Regions from separate parts of the Mus musculus genome. Here regions 2, 3, 4, 5 and 6 are each linked to region 1. A link is a contact called in public HiCAR-type, HiChIP or PLAC-seq and promoter capture Hi-C data. All regions are on one chromosome and are shown on one strand. The core of a region is the stretch at or near the end of the contact, and the rest is flanking DNA. Distances in the headings are between cores, read along the strand shown.

Evidence for each region. Promoter capture Hi-C pulls out the DNA fragments that hold promoters and counts their contacts. HiCAR-type assays count read pairs that join an accessible place to other places. HiChIP or PLAC-seq counts read pairs in DNA pulled down with a chosen protein or histone mark.
Region 2: a promoter capture Hi-C map of frontonasal cranial neural crest shows a contact between it and region 1, with 5 times the contacts expected there. The contact joins the enhancer-like site here to the promoter of Irx3 in region 1. A contact is called at or near these places in 3 of 39 promoter capture datasets (cranial neural crest, frontonasal cranial neural crest and hippocampal neurons), 1 of 484 Hi-C or Micro-C datasets (embryonic stem cells), 2 of 115 datasets of contacts at active chromatin or transcription factors (embryonic hindbrain and embryonic midbrain) and 1 of 9 other capture datasets (embryonic stem cells).
Region 3: a contact with region 1 is called in an H3K27ac HiChIP or PLAC-seq map of acute myeloid leukemia, with 8 times the contacts expected there. The contact joins the enhancer-like site here to the promoter of Irx3 in region 1. A contact is called at or near these places in 8 of 39 promoter capture datasets (the 3T3-L1 cell line, cranial neural crest, epiblast stem cells and 4 more), 1 of 484 Hi-C or Micro-C datasets (myocytes), 7 of 115 datasets of contacts at active chromatin or transcription factors (acute myeloid leukemia, craniofacial prominence, embryonic brain and 4 more) and 4 of 9 other capture datasets (adipose tissue, embryonic stem cells, embryonic tail and 1 more).
Region 4: a promoter capture Hi-C map of hippocampal neurons shows a contact between it and region 1, with 2.8 times the contacts expected there. The contact joins the enhancer-like site here to the promoter of Irx3 in region 1. A contact is called at or near these places in 10 of 39 promoter capture datasets (the 3T3-L1 cell line, embryonic stem cells, hematopoietic stem and progenitor cells and 4 more), 8 of 484 Hi-C or Micro-C datasets (cardiomyocytes, cumulus cells, embryonic fibroblasts and 4 more), 10 of 115 datasets of contacts at active chromatin or transcription factors (astrocytes, craniofacial prominence, embryonic basal ganglia and 6 more) and 3 of 9 other capture datasets (embryonic stem cells, embryonic trunk and pancreatic islet).
Region 5: a promoter capture Hi-C map of liver shows a contact between it and region 1, with 3 times the contacts expected there. The contact joins the enhancer-like site here to the promoter of Irx3 in region 1. A contact is called at or near these places in 6 of 39 promoter capture datasets (the 3T3-L1 cell line, cranial neural crest, frontonasal cranial neural crest and 2 more), 3 of 115 datasets of contacts at active chromatin or transcription factors (embryonic hindbrain, neural tube and stem cell-derived neural progenitor cells) and 2 of 9 other capture datasets (adipose tissue and liver).
Region 6: a HiCAR-type map of fibro-adipogenic progenitors shows a contact between it and region 1, with 6 times the contacts expected there. The contact joins the enhancer-like site here to the promoter of Irx3 in region 1. A contact is called at or near these places in 6 of 39 promoter capture datasets (cranial neural crest, embryonic stem cells, frontonasal cranial neural crest and 2 more), 4 of 115 datasets of contacts at active chromatin or transcription factors (embryonic stem cells, fibro-adipogenic progenitors and stem cell-derived neural progenitor cells) and 1 of 9 other capture datasets (embryonic stem cells).

What each region holds. Positions count from the first base shown.
Region 1 is chr8:91,799,838-91,804,410 of GRCm38.p6, reverse strand. It overlaps Irx3 (Iroquois related homeobox 3), which reads left to right and starts at 2,757. Exons shown (of 4, transcript NM_008393.3): 1 at 2,757-3,446; 2 at 3,613-4,573. The coding sequence starts at 3,171. Irx3os (a long non-coding RNA gene) reads right to left here and starts at 1,075. Exons shown (of 4, transcript XR_003947581.1): 1 at 691-1,075; 2 at 1-598.
Region 2 is chr8:92,795,606-92,800,178 of GRCm38.p6, reverse strand. No RefSeq gene overlaps it. Among named protein-coding and RNA genes, the nearest start is that of Mmp2, 29 kb to the left of the region's middle. Within about 2 kb of position 2,353, at least 14 of the 459 cell types and tissues checked have an H3K27ac peak or open chromatin away from gene starts, as enhancers often do.
Region 3 is chr8:92,481,396-92,485,968 of GRCm38.p6, reverse strand. No RefSeq gene overlaps it. Among named protein-coding and RNA genes, the nearest start is that of Irx5, 130 kb to the right of the region's middle. Within about 2 kb of position 2,673, at least 12 of the 459 cell types and tissues checked have an H3K27ac peak or open chromatin away from gene starts, as enhancers often do. A contact at or near this core is called in acute myeloid leukemia, where this site is marked.
Region 4 is chr8:91,169,874-91,174,446 of GRCm38.p6, reverse strand. No RefSeq gene overlaps it. Among named protein-coding and RNA genes, the nearest start is that of Aktip, 38 kb to the right of the region's middle. Within about 2 kb of position 2,681, at least 20 of the 459 cell types and tissues checked have an H3K27ac peak or open chromatin away from gene starts, as enhancers often do. A contact at or near this core is called in hippocampal neurons and second pharyngeal arch cranial neural crest, where this site is marked.
Region 5 is chr8:91,225,205-91,229,777 of GRCm38.p6, reverse strand. It overlaps Rpgrip1l (Rpgrip1-like), which reads left to right. Exons shown (of 26, transcript NM_173431.2): 24 at 4,441-4,525. It overlaps Gm36243 (a long non-coding RNA gene), which reads right to left. Exons shown (of 6, transcript XR_003947579.1): 3 at 4,545-4,573; 4 at 4,044-4,448. Among named protein-coding and RNA genes, the nearest start is that of Gm36243, 17 kb to the right of the region's middle. Within about 2 kb of position 2,212, at least 12 of the 459 cell types and tissues checked have an H3K27ac peak or open chromatin away from gene starts, as enhancers often do. A contact at or near this core is called in liver, where this site is marked.
Region 6 is chr8:91,279,129-91,283,701 of GRCm38.p6, reverse strand. It overlaps Rpgrip1l (Rpgrip1-like), which reads left to right. Exons shown (of 26, transcript NM_173431.2): 10 at 2,845-2,984. The region is part of intron 2 of Gm36163 (a long non-coding RNA gene); the gene reads right to left. Among named protein-coding and RNA genes, the nearest start is that of Gm36163, 7.7 kb to the right of the region's middle. Within about 2 kb of position 2,606, at least 43 of the 459 cell types and tissues checked have an H3K27ac peak or open chromatin away from gene starts, as enhancers often do. A contact at or near this core is called in fibro-adipogenic progenitors, where this site is marked.

The sequences.
Region 1 (4,573 bases), core at 1,508-4,007:
CTCCTGCTGGTCTCCTGCTGTTGCGCTCAGGTCTTTCCCCAATCAACTCCCGATGCACCTGCTTCTCCTCACTCTCTGTGCGAATCTGTCTGTCTGACCTAATCTCCTGGATTAAAAATCCCATGAAAAGCTTCAGCTCTCCGCGGACTCGCGAGTTTAGTCTAAGAGCTGAGTTCCACTGGCCTGGTCTTGTTGAGGAATCAGAGCCATGCAGTGACTCCAGTCGCTTGGGATACTGGGTCCCGGCGTGGGTTGCTGATTTCAGGGCCAGACCAAAGCTCTTCCCAGTTGGTCACGGGGTAACTGGTAGCTGTTTCTACTCCAGGCCTGGGATGCCTGGAGGAATCTAATTAAGCGAGGTTCTTAGGTTCATGCCTGGGTCTAGAGGTTCACCCTCTGGGCCAGGGGCGGCCCCGTGGCCGGCGTGAGTCCTTCCTGAGAACAGCCTGGCTCTTCCGGTGTTCTTTCTCTCAGCCCATCATCGCAATCGGACACAACCAGGTCGATAGCTGGTTAATGCAGTAAGGAAGGAAGGAGCATCTCAGAGGCTCTTGTGTGGTGTTGTTGTGTGGTGTTGCGTTTTGTTTTTCTTTCCCTTCTGAAAAACAAAACAAAACAAACAAACAAACAAAAAGGAATGAAATACTCGTGGTTTTGCCCAGACATGTACAGCGAAACCCCTTCGCCCACCTTGCAATCTGGCTCTGTCGCCCATTGGTCTGGTCCAGTTCTGTGTAGGTAGGTCGTCCCGGCTGTCTTAAAAGACTCACCATCCTATACACAGGAAAGATCCTGGAAAATAATGTCACCTCTATTCTACAACCCTAAGACCTTTGCTTGAGCAGGTGAGCCCTGGCTTCCTGTGACAGGTTTAACCAGAAACGGAATCAGGCTGCGGGGAAGCCATTCGAAGGCCTGAGCTGATCCTACTATGCCTCCTCTGTCCAGGCTCACCTTAAAGCCAACCTCCAGCACCAGGCAAGGAGACCAGGAGACCACAGAGAAGCTGCACAGATTCAATTTAGGAAGACCCCACATGCTGACATCGAACCCTAGACTTGGTAGCTCCCCAAACTTCTGTTTGTGTTTCTCCCACTAATTTTCTGAGTTAGTACCTCCTGGAGCCTAAGGTCAGTGGAATGCAGCCAGAGGTGGGACATGGGGGTCAAAACTGGAGGCCAGGGCCAGGGAGAAAGAAATCCATTCCCTAACTGTATTCACACTAGAGCCCGGCCAGCCCGGGACCCTTAGATTCCTCCAAGCTGGCGAGTTCCGGTTTGATTCTTAGTTCAGTCGGAGGCCCTTGGGGTGGTTTTTCTGCCTCTAAGCTAGGGCTCTTCACTCTACTGAAGAATCGCAGCCGGGGAGTTGTTCAGTCCGCAGGCCCACAGCAGGCCTGGCCCGCGCGTGGGTCGCCGCTACAGCCTTATCTGGGAGCTCCAGCTATCCCGGGAATTTCAGTATGACTTTCCACTGCACACACTAATCCGTGACGGTGGGCACTTGGACACTCACATTTCAAGTTAGATTTAGGAAATATCCTACCATAAAACCAAAGTCTTGCTCCCCGCCCCCACAATGCACACTCTCTACGGCTCTGGGGGAATTCTCGCCAAAAGAAAAACGCTGGGTCTGGGGACCAGAGAGCGGAAAGGGGAGGGGGATAGTGAAATGAATGGTCGCAATTAAAAAAAAAAAAATCACACCAACATAGAAACTTCTCGGAAGAGCTTTCGGAAAGTTCCCAGAGCCTAGGCTCTAAGTTTCTCTGCTCCTCCCCCACTCCATAGCCAGGAGCTCCACCAACTCCTTGCTTGTTCCACCAGACCACCTAGGCGCCAAACTCACTATTTCTTGTGAGGATTCTCAACAAGGTACCCTGGAGGTGTAAATGTAGCAAACTGCGGGGTTCCCCCGCCCTCCCCCCACCCAGCACAGAATAGGTCTTTTAAAGCTCGGAGAGGCAGCACTCCCAACTCCCAGGCAGCACGTTCACTCTTTTAGCTGCAGGCTTAGGCTTTGGAGAACGACCTAGGGACCAGAGCTGAAAAGTGCAAAGGGAGCCACGGGGGGGGGGGGGGGAGGGCGGGAAGCCCCGGAAGCCTGCCTTGGTCCAGGGTCCTGTCCCAACCCGGAACTACAGCTTCGAAGGGGGCTGAGAATTGAGGAGTTGGAAGACCTGAGGGGCTAGGTGACCCTGTACTAAGCCGCCACTCGTGGTCTCGGCTCTCCCCTCCGAGTGCGGGCAGGAGGGGGCGGGAAGAGACTGAGTCCAGTCCCGCCCCGCCCCGCCCGGCGCTCTGTACTCGCGGGGGAGGGCCGCCTCGCCCAGAAGGCTCCCGGGTGATTGGCGACTCCAGGAGGAGACGCAGGGAAAAGTCGAATAAGAGGGCGCGACGTCAGACTCGAGATTTGGGGAAGGGTGAAGGAGGGGGTGGAAGGGCGGGGACGGACACACAGACACTGACGCGGACACACACCCCCCGCACAGCGTTCTAAGTGTCTTCAACTTTAAGCCGCCTTAGCTCAGGGTGCGGAGACCGGGGAAGAGGGGAAGAGAGAACGAGAGAGTAAAGAGATTTAAAAGAGAGGAGTCAGACTAGGAAAAGTGAAGAGAGCAGAAAGGTGAGCAAAAGCAACCGTGAGAAACAGAAAGAGCAAAAAGAACCGCAGTTTCCCAGCGTCCAGGACTGCGAAGGAGCCTCGGGAGCGGAAGCGGCCAGGGGTGGGGTGAGGGGGGACGCAGCGAGGGGAGGGGAGAGGACAGGACAGGAGGAGAGTGTAAACTAGAGGAGGGCGAAGGAAGCGAGGCGCGACACAGCTCCCGGAGAGGAGGGCAGAACTGAGCGCCTAGCGCAGAGCGGCTCGCCCGGCCTAGAGGAGGGAGTGCTGCGCAGAGAGGAGGGGCTTGAGGCCCCGTAGAAATGTCAATCAGAGCCCGGAGCCCAGGGAATCTCGGCCAATCTGTTCGGACCTGACCTGACTCCTCGCTGCCGCCGCTGCCGCCGCCGCCGCCCGCCGCGGAGCAGATCAATAGGCGAACGCGGAGCGCGACGCAGCGCGGCCCGGGCTCGGCCCAGCCCCCGATGCGCTCCGGAGCCGGGGTCCGGAGCTGAGCACGGCGGCTCGGGGGTCCGGGCCCCCAGTCCGTAGGTGCGCCGCGGGCCACCATGTCCTTCCCCCAGCTCGGATACCAGTACATCCGCCCTCTCTACCCACCCGAACGCCCGGGAGCTGCGGGCGGCGGTGGAGGCGGCAGTAGCGCTGGGGGCCGGAGCGGTCCCGGCGCCGGAGCCTCCGAGTTGGCCGCCTCTGGGTCCCTATCCAATGTGCTTTCATCAGTGTACGGGGCACCCTACGCCGCTGCCGCAGCTGCCGCCGCCGCCGCTCAGGGTTACGGCGCCTTCCTGCCCTACGCCACGGAGCTGCCCATCTTCCCACAGCTGGTAAGAGCCAGAGAAACCCGGGAGAGAGGGGTTGGAGTTGGGGTGTGGGGCAAGGTGAGCGTGCAGAAGAAAGCTGGGGTCCCGGCGGGAGGATAAAGGTGGGGACGGCAGGAGCTCACTCGCGCTCCCTGCGCGCGTGTCCCCTTCCTTTTCCATGTGCGTACAGGGCGCTCAGTATGAGCTGAAGGACAGCCCTGGCGTCCAGCATCCGGCCACGGCCGCCGCGTTCCCGCACCCGCACCCCGCCTTCTACCCCTATGGCCAGTACCAGTTCGGGGACCCGTCCCGTCCCAAGAACGCCACCCGGGAAAGCACGAGCACGCTCAAGGCCTGGCTCAACGAGCACCGCAAGAACCCGTACCCCACCAAGGGCGAGAAGATCATGTTGGCCATCATCACCAAGATGACCCTCACCCAGGTGTCCACCTGGTTCGCCAACGCGCGCCGGCGCCTCAAGAAGGAGAACAAGATGACGTGGGCTCCCCGTAGTCGCACGGACGAGGAGGGCAATGCTTATGGGAGCGAGCGGGAGGAGGAGGACGAAGAGGAAGACGAGGAAGAGAGCAAACGCGAGCTGGAGATGGAGGAGGAGGAGCTCGCAGGAGAGGAGGAGGACACGGGGGGCGAGGGGCTGGCCGACGACGACGAGGATGAGGAGATCGATTTGGAAAACTTAGACAGCGCGGCAGCCGGGTCGGAGCTGACCCTGGCTGGGGCGGCGCACAGGAACGGCGACTTCGGCCTGGGACCCATTTCGGACTGCAAAACTAGCGACTCGGACGACAGCTCCGAAGGCTTGGAGGACCGACCACTGTCGGTCCTGAGCCTGGCCCCACCGCCACCGCCCGTGGCCAGGGCTCCTGCATCTCCACCTTCTCCACCCTCCAGCCTGGATCCCTGCGCTCCGGCCCCGGCGCCCTCCTCCGCCCTCCAGAAGCCCAAGATCTGGTCACTGGCCGAGACGGCCACCAGCCCGGACAACCCACGCCGCTCGCCTCCCGGAGCCGGAGGTTCGCCTCCCGGCGCAGCCGTTGCGCCCCCGACGCTGCAGCTCTCGCCCGCGGCCGCTGCAGCGGCTGCAGCGGCACACAGACTCGTGTCGGCGCCGCTTGGCAAATTCCCCGCTT
Region 2 (4,573 bases), core at 1,104-3,603, 1.0 Mb before region 1:
TCTTTACTAGCAACTGGTTAGCTGTTACCTGGCCTCAAAATTCTGCATGTGGATGGAATCCAACAGTCACAGCAAAACACAGGATATATTTATTTCCAGCGATCAGCATTAACACAGACAGTGAAGCCAATTTGTGGAGGTAAATAGAAGCGATCTCAGCTACGTTGTGCCTCTGGATATTTTGAAGCGTGTGTTTCATCATCCACACTTTGTAGATCTGTGAAAAAATATTTGCATCTGTTCTACTGAAGAACCCTTGACCGCCAAAGTAAGAAAGGCTTGTAGCTCTGCCTGGCTCTGCCTGATGTGAGGTGGCACCAAGGGGATCTGGCTTTCTCCTCAGACCCTCCGCTCCTATAAATGAAATGATCAGTTGGTATTTTTGCTTTTTGTCTTTCAGTATTAAGCAACAGCATAAATGCACAACTGGCCCAGTGGGACAATTTAATGCAGACCTTGCCCATCACAAACTTTTCAAAGTCGACCCGTGTCTCTGTCGTGCCCCAGGTCTCCTTTCTGGTTTTCTTCGGATCCCCCGTCTACTAATGCCCTAGTCCAGCAGCAAAGGCTCTCCGGGTGACAACGACTCAGCCCTAGCTATGTAAAGAGAACAAACCTTGAGAAATACCTTGAAAAGCTCCACTTCAGTATTTTAAGATGGTTAAAACACCGGTGATGGCGTTTCAGGCTTTGTGGACAGTGGATAAAAAAGAAGGCTTTCGAGCAAAGGGTATTTTCAGAGCATCTCCAGGCCCAGTGCACGTTGGTAGCCTGGTTTATAGAGCTCAGTGAATTACACCAGAGTTTTTCTCCACTTAAAGTAAATCAGAATGATCTGAAGGGTTTTTTGAAGTTTGAATTGTAGTTGTGACCTGTACCAGAGAAAGAGTAGGAGACAGTAGGCTAGAAAGAGATTTTGCTATGTGAAAAGACCCAAGGTTCTTCCTTGTAAGTAGCATATGTATTGTGTGAACTCATTCATTCATTCATTCATTCATTCACTGATTCAGCATGTGTCTGGGGGCAGGTCTTTTCTCATAGTCTCTCTGTCTCTCTCTGTCTCTGTCTCTCTTGAAACCAGGGCCTAACACAATGTTAGTCAAGTATTTTGCCACTGAACTAAGTCATAATTCCTCTTTTTACTTTTTTAAAAAATTTTTGAGATATGGCCTTACTAGGTTTCCCAGGCTAGCCCAGACCACCCTCTGTAGCCTAGGGAAATCCTTAAACTTGCTGTCTCCCTGTCTCAACTTCCTGAGTAGCTAGGACCACAGGCCTTCACCACCATGCCTGGCTTCCACAGTTTTTCATTTAAATTTTACAGTGACCATCTGAAGTGGTCATTTCTGAACAGGTGGAAAATGAATTTATCAATCTGTCAATAAACCATAAATACTGGACAACCAGGACACTGTAGAGGGGTTAGATGCCTCTCATTTTGTTCAGGATTCATTGCTGCAGAGAGGAAGGGAAGAGCCAGAACCGCTAGCTGGAGTGGTGTCTGGGAAATCATGGCTAACCAGTCCGCGAAAATGCTTGACTTTTTAAGTGGCTAGTACAGCTGTAGTGGGACATCAGCTATGATTCTCGTCCCTCTGTGCTTTGATGGAAAGAGGTAAGGCTCTGGAGATCAAGTAACATTTTGAAAGTCACCCACCAGAAAGTAGGTGCAAATTGGAATCCATCTTGGGCCTTTCAGACTCCCAAGGTTGGTCATGTAACCCTTATGCTGACTGTAGAGGTATCTCCAGACTAACATCAGTATGTCCCAGGCTGGCCCAGCATTTCTCTACAAAGATAAGGAGGAACAGTCCTAGAAACCAATTGGAGGAGAGGGAGAGGTTCCAGATTTAATTAATATGAAGTTAAGACACCCATTTGGACTGGATCTTCCTATAAATAATGAGCAATGCATATGAGTGATTTTAGCACATATCTTGGGACATACTTCTATTAAAATTTACCCATTGTTTACTTGAAATTCTAATGCAATGGGGAATGCTGTTTTATCTGGAAGTCCTGAATGGGAAGGGCTGGCCTGTCACAGGAACACTCATACATTTCAAGTACTGAGATGTTTTCAGTCTGTAGAAACACGGATATCTAAGATCCTCCTTTTCAAAGCCTATGATCTGAGCTACTAAATACTTCTAAACAAACCACTAGTGCCTTTAAAGTGATAGAATCTCCGGACAGAGGGCATTAAAGTCAATACCTACCCTGCCTTGCTTTTTTGCCTCTTCCTGTCTTCTCTTTATACAAGAAGGCAAAAGCCAGCGTCCTGGCTCTATGGCTCGGCTTTGAAGCTAGGCATGCCCTAGTCTCCTAAGCACATGGAAACAATTCCCTTCCCAAAGGCCTTCATGGTTAGCCAGCTGCACGGCGCATGGGTTTGCAGCTGTAGTTATAATTTCTGCAGTGCCCCCACCCCAGCCCAGATGGTATCTATTAGAATGCATTGCTTTTGAAAAGCAAACTGAGTCTTAATTAAAGGTTGGCTATCCAAAGCCTGTTTGTAAATGAGAAAAATTAAGCAACTACTCTGAATAGGGCAATATGTCGCCTCTGTGGTTAGAATACTGCTGTCTCCACACATAGAGGGTCTCCCGTGCTTCGGGCTGTCTCTGTAATTGCATCTGAGTGCTTTGTTGCACAACAGACACAAATGAACCATGGGCCTCAATGGAATAGCTAGAGTTGCTTTCAGAGTGAAATGGAGTTTAGTCACATCCTCTCTCAAACCACCATTCAAATACAGTGCCTGGCAAACTCATGGAAGTTGTTTGGTGTCACCAAACTAGGCCACTGCCTTTAGTAAGGAGGCTAGATAAAAACTAGGAGAATCTAGCCTTTGCCTCACTTCCACATCAAGCATGAGACAATCCGCTGGCAACAGATGCCCCTACCCAGATCTTTTGAACAAGAACTTCCTAAAATATCAGTGCATATAATCTGGGAAGTCCATGATTTGTTTTGGGGAGGAGGTGATAAAAATACAACAAACCTCTTTTCATATTTGCTAACTAACTTATGAAAGCTAAGACGTCCTTTAATGCTGAATATGTGGCGACACAATACAATCTTCCCAGCTCCACCGGCAAACTCTGCGACTTAATCATCAATAGATGTTCCAGGTGTTCAAAAATACCTTGAAATCGGCTCATTACCTTTTGGAAATTGTAATAATTATTCGGCTTACCTCTTCACCTACCTTCCTTCCTTCCTTCCTTCCTTCCTTCCTTCCTTCCTTCCTTCCTTCCTTCCTTCCTTCCTTCCTTCCTTCCTTCCTTTTTTCCTTTTTTCCTTCCTTTCCTTCCTTCTTTCTTTCTTTCTTTCTTTTTTCTTTCTTTCTTTCTTTTCAAGAAAGCACACAGAATGCTGTATCATCTTAAAATTATTTCCATAACTTTATTTTTTATAACTCATTTTGTAAGCCCGTCTTTTATGTGTGTGAATCATTGCCTTACAAGGACTCTTGAAGGTATTATGCTAAGTGGAACAAGCCAGATGGTAAAGGGCATAGGTCATGTGATTCCCCCTATGTTGAGCCATGAGGCAGTCGGCTACACAGACAGTAAGCAGAGTAGGGGTGCCTGGGAAGAGCAGAGGAAGGAACAGTGAGCTACTGTTTTGTTTTTTGGTAGAGATCATGATTTATAGGTCAGGATATTCTTGAACTTTGTCCCAGCCTCTTCACTACTGGTATTTAAGGGCAGATCACATGAGTTATTTTAACCAGGACAGCATTTTTAGTTTTGGAGGTGACAAAGAAATGTTCTGGGAATATATGGTGGCTATCCCAGAAAACAGCTTGATTTTACCTAAGACCATTCCTGTGTTTGGAAACAGTTAAACATTGAGCCACCTGTGATGCTACTGTGTGCCTGACAACCCAGGACATGGGAGGCTGAAGTGTAAGTTTGGGGCTAACTTGGGACACTTGTGAGAGCTTGTCTTGATGCAGAGGCAGAAGAGGAGGAGGAGGAAGAGGAGGAAAAGAAGGAAAATAGCAAATTTTATGCTGTGTATTTTTTCCACACAATTTTCTAAAATCCATTGAAAGATTCTATATGTTTTCACATCACATTCCATACCCTGTGTTGTCCTGCAAAGGGACCCACAGCCCTCAGCAGAGACTTTGGTTCTAAGGCAGTGGTTCTCAATCTTCTAAACACTGTGACCCCTTAGTACAGTTCTTCATGTCGTGGTGAACCCCGGCCATCAAAATGATTTCATTGCTACTTCATAACTGTCATGTTGCTGCTGTTTATGAATAGTAATGAAAAATATCTGATATATGAGGCCTGTAGGGGCTGCGGCCCACAAGTTGAGAAACAATGTTCTAAAGGAATTTCCCATCCTGGATGTGAGGCACACTTTTCCAGGTCTGCTCTGCTCAGTACACCACCCTTACAGTCTCCAGCCCATCTAACATCTTCCGAATATCCCAGTTGAGCCATGCTGCCTGCCAAGAACCTAATGCCTCCTTCTACTTAATTAAAGGTCTATTTGTCAAGAGTCAAGGAGTGCACAAGCCATAGGAGCACCACATGGAGACTTTCTCCTGGGTGCA
Region 3 (4,573 bases), core at 1,424-3,923, 680 kb before region 1:
TTCACACTGGTGATTCTCCTCTTAATTTTAAACCTTTTATTTAGAAGCAATTTTATACTCAGAGAAAAGCTTTGAAAGATACAAACACCTATAGACTCTTTGTCCAGACCCACTCCTTGTTTTTAAGGTAAATTTTATAGGGGGATGTGGTGTTGTACGTCCAATACTTGGTAGGCTGAAGATGGGGCTATCTATGAGTCCAAGGCCAACCAGGGCTCCAGAGTAAGATCCTGTCTCAATAAGACATAGATTGATTGATTGATTGATTGATTGATTGATTGATTGATTGATTGAATGTGTTTCACTGTGGAGCAACAGTCTTTGTATCTCCTCTCATGGACCTCCCACAACTGTTGGTGAGCTATGATGGTCTCTGCCACAGAGTTCTACAGTCTGAACTCTGGAATGACAGTGGGAAGAACTGCTCATTTGTCTCCAACACATTTTGACTGGGAGCAGGATCGGGATTTGGGATTTTGCAAAGGGTACACAGCTTAGGACCCTGAGTGTCTGAGGAGAGAGGAAAAGCCACAGGGTAATCAGAGTGCACATGGAGAGGAGGTCGCAGAGCAAAGTGCACTGCTCTGCCTGGCCAAACTACCCAGGACCTCTTCCTCAGCATCAGATCCTCCCAGTGGGTTGCCATCTTCCCAGGGAATTGTGTGTATGCTTCAGCTCCCACCCACAGCCAGCTGGATTTCCATTCTCTCAAATTGTGCAGAGGCTGGTTCCTTTTGTTGTCGACCTTCAGCCTGCCATGGGCTTTTGAAAACACACACAGGCAGGCACACACACACACATGCACAGAGAGAGAGAGAGACAGAGAGAGAGAGACAGACAGACAGACACAGACACAGACAGACAGACAGACACAGACACAGACAGACATACAGACAGACAGACACAGACACAGACACAGACAGACAGACAGACACAGACACAGACAGACATACAGACAGACAGACACAAAGAGCAGAAGAGAATTACGAAGAAAATAGAGTGTCTTGAGACTGTACTGTCAAAAATAGGAATCAGGACAATCCAGATGAAACACCCAAGAACATAACCTAGTACGTATTCAACAATGTTTAAGGCATTCTGGAAAATGTCAACAAACCAACCCAGAACATTAACTAGAGATGGGAGACATCCCAAACTGCAAGCATCTGCCCATTGCAATTTTAAGACACAAACATGGCCAGCATAAGATGAGCATCTAAGCTTCTTAGGATCCTATAACTCTTGGGTGCTGTGGCAACGTGAAATCATGGTGATATTAATTAAGTAATGTCAATATCCATATCCATAAAATCACTACCCTGATCTAGATAGGAGCTCTTGGCAAGCAAAGCCTCAGTTTCCCTATGATACCTGGACAAACATCAGCCCTGAGGTACTTAGGCAGCTAGCTGTTAAATAACAGAGACCTTCAGCCTGTCACCATGGGAGCCCAAGATGAAGCCTTGTCCCTACAGGGGAGTGTTGGGGCTTTCCGCTTCCCAGGCCTCACGTCTCTCCATCAGTATCCCACACCCATGCTCCAGAGTCACTCACTGAGGTTGGTGGCTTCTGCCTACTTGAGTCTATATTAATTAAAGTGCAGGCTTAGCTAGGAGAGCCAAGTGTCTTATTTCATAAAGCAGATAGCGTGAGCGATTTTAATTTACACAGAGTGTGTGACCGGGGCCTGGGCGGCAGGAAGAACCTCAGAAATTGTCTTGGTTTCTCAATCTGATAGCTCAAGACTGCGAGTTGCCATAAATTCTGATAAAATGTCTTCCCGGCGGCAAAAGACGATTTTTATAAGCTTTTGGAAGGGGCTAATAAAGCTATAATCTACAGTCTTCTATTATTTAAAGACCTGGCTTGAGGGATATGATTTGTAAGGGTTTTATATATAAATAGGGAGACGTATATTAATTCTATGTCTCAATCTATCACCCTTTCTGGGAAGGAGCAGCGAAAGGCTTTGGTTGCCCATGACTGGCCTCTTATCTGGCCCAGATCTGGAAAGATCTTTGTCTAAGCCCTCTCCCCACAACACACAGAGTTCTGTGCCTCCAGAGAGGTAATCAAAGTTGTTTGTGCTGGCACCCCAGCTCTCTTCAGGCCCTTAGTGACATGTCTGACAAACAGGATTCCACTGTGGCAAGGCCTGGTGATGAGAAAGGTAGCTTTGTCATTTCTGACAACAGACATATGTTGGGGATTTTCCTATCTCCCCCTGGCCTGGGTTCTCTAGCTCTGGGGTTACCATGCGGAGCCAGTGCCAAGCATCCGATAACAACAAGCTTAAGGACAGAGCCAGGGAAGCAGCCCTCACATCTGACTCCAGCAGTCCCGGTCTCCCGCTGGGGCAGCAAAGCAGGTTTCAGATGCTGCAGGGTCTGCCTGGCTTTCTCCTTGCAACACAGAAAGCTGGGCAAAGAGATTGCACAACAGCTAAGCAGGAAGCGTGCCCAAGTCCCCACCCACCAGTCTCCAGTTTCACTCAAGTCAAAAAGGCCAAGAGGTGACAACAAAGAGCCAGGGAGCCCTCTTTAAAGGGCAGAGACTGTCCTCTAAGTTGGACACCAATGGTCCCCTCCCTCTCTACCCCTACCTGAAGGACCAACACCAGGAAGGGGCAGTGAATATGGCGGCATAGGATATCATTAGTGAGCTCCTCTTCCCCCCCCCCCCAGGCCATGGCTTATCACCCATAAAGCAGAAGTTTCAGTGGACAGGCTAAAGTGTGAAGTTTACATCCGTCTGAATCTGGTGACGTATACCTGTCACCCCAACACTGGGAAAACTGATATGAGATCAGGAGTTGGTGGTCAGCTTGGGCACACATTGAGGTGAGCCCTCATCTTTTTCAAAAACAAAAAAACAAAACAAAAAAAAAATTTGAATCTGGCAGGTCCCCATAGCCTCTCACGATTTCGTTAGCAAATGCTGCTTTTAGACAGAAAGACTAAGAAAAACCGTAGGAAGAGAGAACTGAGGGGCATTTTGACAGGCTAACTGACTGGATTCCTGGGTGTGATGGGGGTGTGGAGAGAGCTGGGGGGTGGGTCCTGCATGTGGGGGTGGAAGCAGGATAATTCCTAGAGGCCCAGCAGAGATGTAGAGCCCTCACAGGGTCCCTGGCTACAAAGTCTATCCTGGAAACAGTCACCTGTTCAGATATGCCACTCTTCGCCTAAGCTGCATAAGGACACATTATGTTTGTGTATTTATTGATTTAATTTTTTTTTTTAGACAGACAGGCACTTACTATGTAGCCCATTCTGGTCTGGACGTTGAAAACAGTCCTCTTGCTTCAGCCTCCTGAGTACAGGGATTAAAGATGTGCATGTCACACCCACTTTGACAGTAAGCTTAAGAGCTTCAGGACCCAAGTGTCCAAAAGGAGATTGATGATCCACTGAGGGAGGAGAAAGGGGAATTTCTCAAGTATGGACTAGCAATAGCCAGCTTCCCCATGGTGCCTGAACCACCTCTCTAGCAGTTTCTCTGGCTAGATTACAGCCACACGCTCATAAGCAGCAGCTTCCCCGCCATGCCCAGAGCTTTGGGGTCGTCATGCACAGAGGCCTCCCAGACCCTTGCTTCTCCACTCCCCACAGCCTCCCATTTCCATAGTCCACAGGATGTTCCAGCCACCCGAGTTCATGCCTTCAAAACCTACCTAACAGAAATGCCTAGATAGGCTGGCTCTCTGAACTGTGAGTGACCCAGGAGGCAAAGGCTGACTTCCCAGGGATGAGCAGAAACCCCTGAAAGAGCAGCTTGCTTCCATTTTTGGAAAAGCAACATGGTCCCCTTTGTGCCCTGAGTCTACAGCTAGGTGGGAGCAGCCACCTGTTTATAAAGTGTTCCCCATCTCTTTCACAGCCTGCCTTCCCCAGTCACAGGTTGTCACTAACATAGGGACCTTCCAGGCCACGGCCGATCTTGGAGAGAGGCTGGAGGAAGACATATGATTTCTCTTCTTCCAAGGACTTCATTTAGTCTCGTCGACTTCCTTCAAGACCCCATCTCTGAATACAACACCCACCAGCAGGGCTATGAAGATATCAGTATGGGAATGGGAGGTACGTGCAGGTTGACTCCGTCACAGACTAGCCTGGCTCTGTCTTTCCACCCCAGGGAAATGAATGTGGGATGGAAGCCACTGGGGAGGCAGGAAGAGATATAGGAAAGGAGAGAGCTAAGGATGCTTAGCCAGTCTCAGAACGATTCAGCCAGGCCACTCTCCCCAAGCTTTGAAGCAGACCCATCTCAGACATACTGAGTCTGTGGCGGTTGCTCCCAGCGTCCTTCCATTGCAACTCTTGGAAATGGAAACTCTTGGAAATGGAAATGGAAAGCCATCTCACTCACAATTTTAAATGACTGGAAGGTTTCCCCTGAAAAGCTGGGGTTCTGGCTTTTTCTGAAGCATTTGCGAGTGAACTCACTGGGGCCACATGGCAACACCGGACTCCTCTCCCCACCCACACTCATCCCAGCCTTTTGTTACCTCCCAAGCCACCTCAGACCATGTTTGGCCACAAAGCCACCTGGCTTTCCTGCTTCTTTGCAGAGG
Region 4 (4,573 bases), core at 1,432-3,931, 630 kb after region 1:
TCACAGCCTCGTGTGCTTTAGAGCATGTTGCAGTGCTTGTAGGCATAGAGACAGGGGATGGGATCCTACCTCGGGTGGCTGCTCTAGAGGAAGGGTTCCCAGTGACTGTCACACACACTACAGGGAAGGTAAAGAGCCTCCGTACCTAAGGTGTGGATGCCAACAGAGCACTCCTAAGAGCTGCAGTAGAAGTCATTAGAAAAAAACATGAATTACCCTATCTTTGCCTTTTAGAATATAATCTCTCCCTCCTCATCTGGGGTGTAAAGACTTCCTAGGGGAGTGTGAAAGGGTCACAGTCACTCACAGAAGAAACACAAGAGAGGAAATTACAGTCACTTCATGACATCCAGAATTAGAGTGTGCAAGGCAAGCCAGACTTATCAGGATCTCTCTGTCTGTCTGTCTGCCTGTCTGTCTGTCTCTCTTTCTACCTTCTTTGTTCTCTCTCTCTCTGTCTCTCTGTCTCTCTCTCCCTTCCCCTGTCCCTCTGTCTGTCTTTCTGTATCTCTGTCTCTGTCTCCTCTCCTCCCTTCCCCTTTCCTCTTCTCTCCTCCTCCTATCTTTGCCTTTTAGAATATAATCTTGATCCTCCCTTTATCAGATCAAGCCCCAAGCCTAGAGGCATCAGTGCTTGGACATCTTTCAGAGTGGTGAAGATGTCCCAGTGTCCCCCTGGGCCATGTGGTATGTCATTCTGTGGTAGCCTGTGGTTCTAGCTACTCCACAGGCTGAGGCAGGACAGCAAGTTCCAGCCTGCTAGGGATACAGCTTGAGGTTGAGGGCAGCCTGGGTGATCTCATGAGAAGCTTTCTCAAAGAGGGAAAGAGAGGGCTGGGGCTACAGCTCAGGGGTGAGTGCTTGCCTAGGATGTCCAACGTTCAATCCGTAGTACATTAGTAGGGGGAAGGGGACATTTTTAGATTAGAAACAACATTTAGAAAACAATTTTATTTGTTATTTTAAAATTTTTGTTCTATAGTGTGGGGCTAGGGTTATATATGTACACCATCAATCAAGGGTGCATGCCATACCACTGTATCATAAGTCAAGTGTTTTCTCTATTACATCCTATTATTTCTCTATTACTTTAGTATTTCTACTCCATCTTTTTTTGAGACAGAGCCTCTTACTGAACCTGAAGCACACCAATTTAGCTAGATTTAGTGGCCAACACTAGCCGAGAATCTCCCTATCTTTACTCCCCAGGGCTGGGATTAGAGGCATGTAGCGCCACACTTGACTTTCTTTATGGGTGCTGAGACCAAACACAGGTCCTTGCATGTTCATGGCAAGCACTGTCCTGCTACATCACCTCTGCAGGCCCTTGGTTTTATTTCTCACTGGTGTATTAACGTTCTTGCCTGCCCCAACCCCCAGGCCATGTTTGGAAAACACTTGGGAGTGTGGAGGCAGGAGAGGGCCCACTGGATGTGTCTCCTGGGCCCCGCCTCTTAGCTTGGTTTGGAGAAGGAAAACTGTGACAGAAAGCAATAAAGGGAGCACAGAGGTTTCTGCTCAGACACCAGATAGAAGTCCCTGGGTTGGTCCTCCTGAATTAGGCCACCCTGGGAAGCCAAAGTTGAGGCTGAGCCAGTTGGGGAGTGACCAGAATCAAGAAAGAGAGAGAGAGAGAGAGAGAGAGAGAGAGAGAGAGAGAGAGAGAGAGAGAGAGAGAGAGAGAGAGAGAGAGAGAGAGAGAGAGAGCAGGTCACCAGAATGCCATAAGAGACCAGAGACACTGTGCTGACTGAGCAAGGGAGATGCTAGGGCAGAGAGAAGACAGAAACCAGAGCCCAGGTTCTTTCCCAACGGGCAGATACTATCTGAGCTGTCTGTCTCACAGTAGCAGTCAGATGGCCTTTGTCTAACCCTGCTCCCTTCCCCTTATTTTGTGTCATATTGGAGTTCACGAAGCCATCTTCCCATGTCTTTGTGGGGGTACTGGTAAAAGACTGAAGGGACCCAGAGATCTGGTGAAAGCGACCTCTCTCCTTACCTTACCCACCACCCACCGGCCAGTGGGATGCTTTATAGCATTTGCCAATTCCCGTGGTGTAAATTCCTCTCACTGTGGTCAACTGCAAGCTACCAGTGAGTTCGCTAAAAGAGGAAAGACTCAAGTCTAAAGCACACGCGGGCTCTGTCAGCTATGAGGTGATGGGCTCACTGGGTTGCTGGCCCACCCTATCTCGGCAGCCCACACTTGACATTTCCTTGGGCAGCTAAGGACCAACACTTAAAACTCGTTTTCTCCAGAAGCAGATGTTACTGCTTGTGGAAACATCTCTCTGGCTTGGAGGAAAGCCTCAGTGGGGTGACCAGCCATCCTCCTCAGGTCCCCCTTTCTTCTCTAAGCTCTTCTAGGGCCATTTCCGGTTCCACTCACCTTACCCAAGATATTCTTGTTTGAGCCATCCTGCCTGACAGAATCAGAGCAAACCAGCTCTTGGGGAGGGGTGGGGGAGCGCCAGAGGTCACCCTAGCTGCCCCCCTGCCTCCAGGCAGGTCTCTCCCTAAATCGTCCTAGACAGAGCCTTGCCTGGGCTGGGCCATTTGCTCGGAGCGCCCTGGTAGCCTGGGAAAGTTTTGTGCTGACTCCGTTTGGAAAGCTGGCATGGCGGTAGCTCGCTCCACCTGCTCAGAAGGGAATCATTAGTGGAACGCAGGCATGCGAGGGCCCGAAGGCCTGTGGCAATTAATCGTCTCTCCTCACAGGCAGCCTCAGCTGTCTGACTGCAGCCGTCCTGGAGGTAGCCCTTTAATTGTCCCCGGAGAGGGCAGGTGGGTGAGGGCTACCTCAGCTGGTGTTAGCCAGCAATCTTCCCAAATAAAAATAAAATAAAATAAAATAAAAATTTTTTTTGATATTCAAATATTTCTCCCTTACTTCCCAGAGTCTGTTATTGGTATAAAGGTTGAAGCTCAGGCAGCTTAACTGTTATGTGGGGTGACCTTTAGTTTTAATATTAATATATTATCGTAAAGTCTGTGTGAATCATGAATGCAATTTTGGTATTCATATAAAATGCCACATGCCGAAGCCGTTGCAACTTTTCTCCCCTCCCGTCCTCCGCTGGGCTGCAAACCGGGAGAATTAATATGCGTTCTAGTCCCCTCCGCTTTATTTGCTGAGCGAGGGTGGCCAGGCAACTTTATCAAGAGTAACATTATCAAGAGCTTTTCTGCCGGCTTCTTTATCATATTCACATCCGAGTCTGCTCGACACTTGTCAGTGTCAATCAAATCGCAATAATACGCAGATGATTTGCTCATTTGGTTTAATAAAATCTTTCTGCTTATTTGCGTTGCCTCCGTTACACCACGTAATTGCCGAGCCGCGGAGGTGAAAGGCAGCCGGTTGCCTGGGGGATAAGAGGAGACGGTTGCTATGTGAAGGATTTGTTTCTTTCCTCTGACTCTCCCCAGTCACTCATATCCCTAAAATTAATATTGTATTTGAATCCAGCCCTGCTATTCTTATGCAGGCTAACATTGTTATTACTTATTATTTGGATGTGAAGTCATTTATTTTTAGTTTTATGTCCAAGCTGTCAAGCTAAATTTCATTGTGAACTGCCACACACAATTTTTAACTGCCATTTAAAACGAGATTCAAACTCTAAATTATGGAGTGAGCTTGTTCAAAGGGCAGGCCTGACAGGAAGGGCAGCAAGGAGTCTCAATGGCCCTAGAAATCAAAGGGGGCTCTCGGTGATTATTTTTTCAGGAAAGCACGGGGATTTAGCACTTTATCATGGCCTTAACTGTGGTTGGACACTCAAGTGGGTGTTCGGAGGGAAGCGGTGTACAGGTGGCCAGGAAGCCTGGGGCTGCACGCAGAGCCCACTGGGCACCTGTACCTGAGTTCACTTGATGCTTGGGAAGAGCTGAAAGTCTCAGAGGCTGTTGGGGACCCTGTGCTCCCAAGTAGGGTAACTTTGCAGAGGGATTTTGGTATGCCACAGCTGGAAACCCTGGGATGACTGGGTGTGGTGATAGGGGAGTGGCTGAGGGCCACTCGATGTTAGGAGTCAGGAACCTGGTGGGGTATGGCTGAGAAGGCGGCTCAGTGAAGGTCAGAGTTGTTTGTGGAATCTTTGGTATTCACAAAGGAGCAGGTGTTCTGCATGAAACATTAACAGGTATCTGGAAAGTAGGGCTTGCTCGCTGAGACGGTTCCAGCTGCCTCCTGAGCGCCTAGGCAGGAGCCCAGAAACCACTCTACTTAAGAATAGCTACATGGGAACAAGTTTACTGTCCATAGCAGCCTCGCAGGTCCTAACCAAAGTGGAGCAAGGGAAAGGCTGTCACCAAGAGGAGACTAAGCCAAGGCCGTACAGACACCACAGCGTTGTGGCTCCCAACCACTAGTATTCTAAGCACTAGACCACCCTTGAAGAACTAGGCTTTCTTTGCTCTCCCGAAAGGTCCAGTTCAAGGGAGCCAAGTACAGGCCAAACCAAAGGAGAATTCCTGTCAGCCACCGTCTGGTAAATTTTAAGATTTGCAGGCAAGCCTTTGGAAGCCAGAGTGGTGCCCTTGGATAACAAGTACCAGTGTCGATGGTGTG
Region 5 (4,573 bases), core at 963-3,462, 570 kb after region 1:
CTATCTTCTGGAACAATTAAAGTTTAATTCAGAAAATGAAAAGGATGTAGAACATCAGAATTTGTTACTAATAGGAAGAGAAATTTGGCAAAGATAAAGATTACAGGGGTGATAATATTTTAATATAAAAGTTATCAAAGATTCAAAGTTCACACCTTCTATAATTAATCCATCTGCATTTCTTCTTCAATTTGATATTGATAGAGAATATAGAGATTTATCCAGCCTCACAAAGTAAGGGATGTTTTTACTGTATTTTTAATTGACACGATAATTATAAATGTTGGAGTGCAGGTGTAGTCAGTGCTAAAGTATTTGTCTAACAAGCATGCGGCCTTAAGCTTAGACCCTGAACCCTAAAAGATAACAGTAGAAAATAGCCACACATCTTTACGGGGTACTACATGATGTTGTAATACACATGTAATGTTCAAATCAGACTAAGCTTGTCTGGTTTCGCTAATGTTTATCCTTCTTTGTGATAAAATATAATCCTTTCCTCTTTGAAATAGTCATTCTCTAGAGAGCAGTAGCACACCAGAACTTACTTCTCTTATCCAATATGACCCAGAACATGTGATCAACCTTTCCCATCCCTCTCTGGAAACCACTATCCTAACCCTAACCTCTGTGATCATCTTCCCTAGATACCACTTGTCTAGCCTACCTTACTGCACTGAGCATAATGTTCTCCAGCCCCCAGCCCCCAGCCCCATTTGTATAATCACACCTAACAGAGCTTCCCCATTTCTGAGACTGGAAGGTAGTAAGTTGGATGGTAAGTGAAGCTCTTGAGTCTGGACTATCATAGCTTTTGAAGGATGTGCTTGTGAAGTTTCTGTCAAAACAGCAATTTCTAGACACAGATGTGATTTCTCGTGGAAATAGGAGTTAAACACTGTAACTTTCAGAGAGTCAGTTTTATTTTGGTTTGGGTTTTGATTTTTTGAGACATTATTTCTCTGTGTAGCTTTGGCTGTTCTGGAACTCGCTCTGTTGACCAGGCTGGTCTCAAATGCACAGAGATCTTCCTGCCTCTGCCTCTCAAGCGCTGGGATTAAAAATTTGCACCACTGCCTGGATAACATAATTACTTTTTAAAAGGTGTAAAAACTGAAACTATCTTTGAAAATACCCTTCTGGTTTTTTAGAATTCCATATAAAGCCTGGTGTTCACAGGATCATAGAATCATGTCGTAACACTAGTGGGCCAAAGTGTCCCTGTTTCCCGCAACATTAAATGTAGAGTATTCAGTGCATCTTGATCCCATTTTTTAAAACTGGGCAAAGAACTGTTGGTCTGAGATGGTTGTTGGTAGGTGGTATCCTGACTGGCAGCAGTAGCAGCAAGAGGAGCAATGTAGTTGCAGAGGCTTAGGCTACACTGCAGACACCTCAATCTGAATCAGATCTCCAAGGGTTCAGCACAGAAATCTGCAACCAATCCATCTAAGTACCAGGGATGTGTGTTAAAACTGATAACCACTAAGCTAAACTCAGAAGCCCAGTCTAGGCTATATTTATACAAACAGGCACAATTCCAAGTTGGTATGTGTTTTTTTGTTTTGATTTTTGGTTTTTTGGGGTTTTTTTTTTGTTTTTTGGTTTTTGGGTTTTTGTTTTGTTTTGTTTTGTTTTTGGTTTTTCGAGACAGGGTTTCTCTGTATAGCCCTGGCTGTCCTGGAACTCACTCTGTAGACCAGGCTGGCCTCGAACTCAGAAATCCGCCTGCCTCTGCCTCCCAAGTGCTGGATTAAAGGCGTGCGCCACCACACCCAGCTGGTATGTTTTTATAAAACTAAATTTATTGGTTGGGAACTAGAATTTTATTTTTGAAAACAAGTTTTTAAGAAGTCAACCAAAATATTTAAGTCTGCTTTATGGATCTAGTCAATATCACTTTATAGAAGAACAAGAAAGCAGGTGGCATGCCCAGCTCAGCTACAGACCGATCCCGTCTCCAGCCGGGAAATGCCCTGGTTGAAATGCCAGGAGGAGCTTAGCTATAGAGGAAGGTGGCACAGACACACCAGAGAGCACTAGGCGATTGAGCGTAGGCTCCAGCTCCATGTGCTAACAGATTTCTAGCCTTCTCTCTGCTTAGTCATCTGTGAAATGTAAATCAACCTTGCTCCTAACCCTGTGGTGGAGTGGAGTGCCTAGTGCATGAACATCACTCCATAAATGCTGCCCAGTGGGGTGGTGCAGAATTCTAGCTGGGAGTTGGTTTATTTGTGAAGGTTAAACATGGAACCGCCGCATGTCTCAGCAATTCTCCCTCTGTGTAAATAGCAGAAAGAACCAAAATCAAGGGCACAGGCACATAGCCAACTGTGTCCAAAGCTCCTGACACCCAGCAGTAGAAACAACCCACAATTCCTCACAGGGTGACTGGAAAAACAAAAAGTTTTATGTGCATATAGTGGAAATATAATTCAGCATTGCATGTGATGGATGCATGCTGCAGCGAGGATAAGCCTTGAAATTATCAGAGATAAAGGGCAGACTGTGGCCCCACTTAGAGGAGTTGGTAGAGACAGGAAGTGAAGTGAAGTAAGGGTTCCCCAGGGTGGATAAAGGGGGTGAGCGTTACTGAAGAATAGGTAGAGTTTCTGCTGGGATGGGGGAAAGACTCTAGAGAGAAAGAGGAGTGACAGCATCCTCCTGTCTGTACCTAATGTCAGTGGACATATGTTCTAAACTAGCTAAAGTGCTATACTTTAAATTATATGTATGTTACCACAGCAATTGAAATTCATCAGAACTCATCTAAATTTAATTGAAAGACATTTTCTTTTGAATGCTGGAGTTGGAAATTGAGAGGCTTTTAATACAAAGAAATTATGTGTATTTATGTATCAAAGACTTAAATTATTTGGTAAGAATAACAGTTCATGTCGTGGCCTGTGTACCGCTATAGAGATTAATCACTGTTTCTGCCTGGGTTGTTTTGTCCTAGTTTTTAAACTAAGCGTGAATGGGAAAGAGAGTGGGGGGCAGGGCTGGGTGCCATGGCACCTATGTGAAAGTTGGGGACCAGCCCTTGGGAGGTGGCTCTCTCCTTCCCCCAGTGTTCCAGGGATTGCTCCTAGGTCACCAGGCCTGTGACAGCAAGTGCTTCTGTCTACTGAGCTGTCACACCACCAACCTCAGTTGTCTTCTAAATTACCTTCATTATTCTCGCCCTCAAATGTTAGAAACCAATACTGCCTAAAAGCTTTAGGATTATGAAGTGGGAGAATATATGAAAAGCCACATACTGAATTAGAAAAAAAATCCATTTAGTTTAATACACTGACAGCCTCTAAAAATGAGGGACTGACCCTCAGCACTAGTGAAATATATCTGCAAAGATGACCTTCTAGCAATGACAAAGAAAACCCTCAGAACTATTGGTGTTGGTCTCTGTTAATGTTGGTAGCTCTAAGGAACCCCATACGGTATAGTGTTCTGTAAGGACAGTGGCCTTGGTTCTTCAGGGCTGGGTAACTTGGCTACTGGGCCTCCACTTATTTTGACCTCTCCTGGGCCACTATCACCTCCTTGTCTCCCATTCCATGTGTCCACATCCCACAGGGCACACCTTAGGGTTTTGATTAAGGTCAGTCAAACAGCCAAGCAGCTGAGTAGCCCTATTGCATGGTCATATGAAGTCGTACTGAAACTGCCCTCAGAAGCGTTGTTAGTAAAGTGGAACCTGGAGGAACAGGGGTCCCAGAGCCATAGCAGCACTGTCCCTGTGTGCACATTTGATCATGTTGGAGTTGAGATCTGGCTGCAAGGGAGCCTAAGCCCACACTGGGCTTAGAAGAGGAGTGGCTTCTCCCCCAGGTGCCAGCTCTGTGTACAGCCCACCTGCATGCCCAAACACCAGGTTTGACAGCTATTCATCTGAATGCCAGGACCAGAAGTCTTCATATACCAGAGAGCCCCTCCGCCTTGTTCCACCATGCACTGCCACATCAGCCCTGACTTTCCTACCTGCATACTAGATGCCTTTTGTTGCATCTTTTTGCAGTGGCAAGAGAGGAGGCTTAACTTACCGGTAGGCTGTCAGGAAGGACGAGAATGCTGCCGTACACTTTCATCATCACTTGCTTCTCAGGTGAAAGAACATGCTGTGACTCCCTCAAAATACAAAGCAGTAAAGACCCCCAGCTCCTCGGTCAGCTCTGCCAGAGCCACAAGCAGGTCGTGATAGCAGTGAAGCACTTCTCTGGGATGTTGTGGGTCTCCTTTCTGACAGCGGGCATCAGCCTGTCAGTGGCACCACACTAGATCACATGATCATTCCGATTGGATTCTGGTTTGCCAACCACACAGGCAAGGTGGCATGATGTGTGTATCTTTAAAAACAGTATTCATAGAATGCAGGGTGGTGCCGATGGAATATAGGTCTGGGTGGCTTCCTGTGTGAACCTGTCTTTTCTTTTGCTATAGTGATCTACCTGGATAAAGAAAACAACCCAGCGGTGAGAGACATCTTAAAAGCCATACTGCAAAGGCGAGAACTGCCTCACAGAAGGTATTTACAGCAAGTTTACCAAAGCACGCCTCTGTCCTCTTGCTTTCT
Region 6 (4,573 bases), core at 1,357-3,856, 520 kb after region 1:
CAGTGCCAGGGAGCTAGTTAATGCAGTAGGCCTTCAACAACAGTGGATACACATAACCTGGGAAGGCTACCTGAATGCAGTACATCACACTTCTGAGCCTCTCCTACTGAGCAGAATGCGTGTACGTGCATGCCCGCACAAACATGCACTTATGTATGCAAACCACTGTTGAAAGTGACTTTAAGGTATCGATTTTTCAAGAGATGTTGGTCTAATGGCTGTTTGTTAAACTTTACTGTTGTGGTGACCCTTTCAAGAATTGAACAGATTAAGTTTCTAATCTGCTCAGTTTGTGAACGAGCACTGCTAGCCACCCATAGACCACTCATTTGTGCAGCATGAGCTCTGATTGTCTGCAGCCCTCTTGCTAAAGTACCTGTGGGTTGCTATATGGGAGAGGGGTTTAGACTCCCTCATTTCACACATGAGGAAGGCCTGGAATGTCAAAGCAACAAAGTTTTTCTGTTAGAAAGAAGATGAGAGAATAGAGAAGACTTCTTTAGCTTTTATTTTGACCATATCATGTTTTAATCAAGAGTGTGTATTAACAGTATACTTGAGACCCAGGGCAGCTAGTGGACATGCTATTGAGCACAGGCAACACCAGCCCATCCTGGAGGCTGTCACAGAACATGCCAGGGCAGTGGGGACAGAGACAGTCGTCCTCCCTTCACTGCCCCTGATGGTAAATACAGAACATTTCCATGAATAAAACGTTCTTAAATACTCCCCTCATATGCAGATTTAATCATGTATACAGCCCTTACAATGAAAATGGAGCCAGATGTGGTTCACCATTTATAGCTACGCAGATGGCTCCAAGCATAGAGGAATATAGTAAATTCAAAAGGAATTCCTCATGAAACTGCAGTGGAATGTAGGCCTAAATTTAGAGGGAAGATAGCAGCGGGCTAAATTCAGATTGACTTATGCTGATTTACACTAGTATTTTGTGGGTTTGGAAAAACCAGGCTGCTAAATTGCTCTTAATTTAAACACACACCGCTTCTGATGTCCCTGCCAGATTAGCTGCTGGTGATCTTCTGCAGTGCGCACACTGTTAGAACACTACTGTTTCTAATTGCTGGCATCTGAGGGAATGTATACTTGTCCTGTTTCATCATGCTAAGTTTTTTTTTTCTGGGTGGTACATGTTTTTAAAGATAGAAGACTCACATGTATATATGCACTTACACTCATGCATATGTATTTATTTGGCTAGACATCGAAATTATGTATGTTCTTCATTTTTAAGTGAATTTGTAAAGAAATAATCTGTAGTATTTAAAAGTATATGTGTTTGATTTGAAGTTCATTTATGTCTAAGTAATTCTACCTTTGATAAAAATTAGCTTAAGTTATTGGCATATCAGTTCTGTGGTTGTTGTTTTTAAGAATCTATGTGAAATGAGAACATAGAGAGAGGAAAACATATCATTTAGAGTGGCTTCTGAAATTCCATTTATTTTCAAGCTGATATTTTAAATGTAGTAAAGGTATTCAAAATGTGAAATGAATACAGATTTTTTTTTAAAGTTGTGCCTTTTACAGAAAGTATCTCTTTTGGAATGAAGCCTCAGGCCTTGTTGGCAGCCTTAAGGGCCATTCCCAGTAATACTTTTCTTTTTCATTCACTTCCTCATTAGTATAAAGCCAGACTGTATAGATTTTTGTTTTATTTACTGAGTTTAAAATAAGTAGAAGGCTCGGAGCTGAGGGTGATTCCCCAGTCACGTCAAGCTTCACAGATAATGGTTTTCTGCTGAAATGCAGATCAAAATAAGTTTTCCTGAAGTCTGGCTATCACCTGGGAGGCTACAGAAACGTGAGTTGCCAGGCCTCTCCCTTTGAAATGTCCCTGCGTGTCAGAGAAGCGAGCTGCTGTAGCACCGTTGTTTGCCATGTTCAAGACCCACTAGATAAAGAAACGGTTGTTTTCTCCCTCTGCAGCATCTAGTTGTTCCTATCTCGTGCTGCCTCTAGTCTTCCACGCCTTGATCACTAGCAGATTTAAGCTGTAACTGACACTACATTGGGCTGCAGAGGTAGCTCAGTTGGTAGAGTATGTTCACAGAGCCCTAGGTTGTATCTCGGCATCATATAACCATGTGTAGTGGTACATGCCTACAGTCTTAGCCCTAGAGAGGTGGATACCAGGCCACAAGATTCAGATCATTCTCAGCCACATAGGGAGCTCAAGACCAGCCTATGCCAGAGACCCTGTCTCAGAACAAAGCACTAAGCCTTGGTTAAGGAATCAATCATGATTCTGTCTTCATAATCGTCTCTGTGTCAACAGTCAAGTTATTTGTTCTTCGTTAGCCTGTTGGACTTATTGTAGGGTAAAGCCGCCCTTGCACCCCTTCTTAGTGTCAGTTACCCCGTGTGGTTCAGTACGTCTGAAATTATTACAGACTTGCCGTTTTCTCAGAATTAAGTGTAGATCAGGTGGGCGATGCCTTTTCTTAGTATTGAGTGCTCTTGTAAGTGGAGGAGGCTAGCCCTGCCTGTTAGTTGCTGAGGTTTGGAGCCGTGGACTCCTCTGGAGTGTGTACAGTATCTGAATTCCTTTACTAGTCCACAAAAGCTGCACGCTGCCAACTTCTCTGGCTTTGGAGCTCTAAATTAAGGCCAGTTCCTTTGCTCATCCCACAAACTCTTTCATGTTCCCTAACCGCAGCCTGAGCAAGGCGCCTCGGTTTCAACAGCAGCAGACCAGCATATGTTTACTTAATTCCTAAGACATGATGACAGTGGTCTCTGTGCCACTAAAAGCTTTCTCTTTATTATTTTCGGGTGAAGCTGATTTCCCAGCTCTCCTTGCCTGTCACGTGTGTTTTACAGCGCCTTCAGTGCTGCCCATGAAGAGCAGTGGAAGTTAAAGGAGCAGCAGATGAAAGTGCAGATTGCTCAGCTCGAAACTGCCTTAAAATCTGATCTTACAGACAAAACCGAAGTCCTTGACAAACTAAAGACTGAAAGAGGTACATAGAAATAACCACCCATTTACTTATGCAGACATCTGATGCTTATTTGCTGAGTCAGCCAATACTTCATGTATGCCTACTGTCCGCCAGTCATCCTGCTATCCTCTGGGGACAAAGCAGTGCATATTACATATATATATATATATATGTATGTATGTATGTATAGTGGGGGGGGAGGTATATGTATAATATATGACATACATATATGCCTTATATGTATGCCAAAAGAATTGTTTCTCAGATTCCCTTTTATCCAAGTTGTTTTTCATTAGTTTAATATCCCTAAGTTCTGATCTTTCCTTTATTTCACAGTCAACAAATATTTATTGAACAAGTGCTCAGCATTGTTCTAAGTTCCAAGGATACAGCAAATAAAAGGCTTACTCTCATAACTCATGGAAGCCAACAGTAGTTAGAGAAGTCTGTGATTGTACAGGTAATAGCTGATACAGTGGGGAAGATCCAAAGAAAGCCTCTTGCAGATTTTGAAAGATCAAACCAGAGCAATCTAATAGTAAGATGTCTGTATTTATTCTATTAACCAAGATGCTTTGTCAAAATGTCGCTGTTAAGGAATAATCACTAAACATAATCATATTAGGTCTTGTCTCATAGAGTAAAATGTAATTAAAGATGTCTGGACTGCTGTATTCCACACTGACTCATACGCAGACGCAGTGCACACAGATACACTGTGTTGGGTGAGAGATTTATATTCAAGTTTGGCACCTGTGTGTGCACCCATAAGATACACCCAGGAATATAGTAAGAAGGTTGCTCCTTTGGAACATTTGCAAGTCAGTTACACGAGAATTGTAGAAGTTGGATTCAGCGACATGGTGGCGCATGCCTCTAATCATAACACTCAGAAGACCAAGACAGGAGAATTGCAAATTCCAGACCCGCCTTGGGCTACATAGTAAAACCCTGTGTCCATAACAACAACAACAAAAAAATGGTTTAATACAGACTTAGTGAGAAAAAATGTACTTTTAGTTAGTACTCTTACCACAGGGTCACATTTTATTGAATAAATGGAACATAATTTTTCACTTTTAATATTCCTAGAACCAGAGTGCATCCATAAGCAATAACACTTTAAAACTACTTATACATGTTTCTTACATTTCACAAGCCTACAGTAGGCACACAGAGTCAATGGAGTCTTTATTCCAATAGCACAGTGGTCGGGATTTATCCACCCGATGATTAAGTTGACTGACAGGTTGCATGAGTTTCTCTGGAGGAGTGTGCATGGAGTTAAATGGTGGTGCTCTTTCTGTATTTTCTTAGATATAAAGAATACCAAAACTTGTGTCTTTCAGACATCTGAATTGACATCTCAAACAAAACTCTTAAGAGGGATAGAATCTTAATTTCTTTTTAAACTATTGTTTTCAGTTGATTTGGAGAATTCTTATTATTGAGTATTATAGTTGCTAAGATACCCTGATAAGGTATTCTGTTTTCCCTAGTCAATCTCATCTGTTTTCACTAGTTCTTATCTTTAAGGATCCTTTGAATATTTAAAATAATGTCATGTGCCCTGTTGAAGAGGTCTAGATATGTTGCAACCCTCAAGTTAG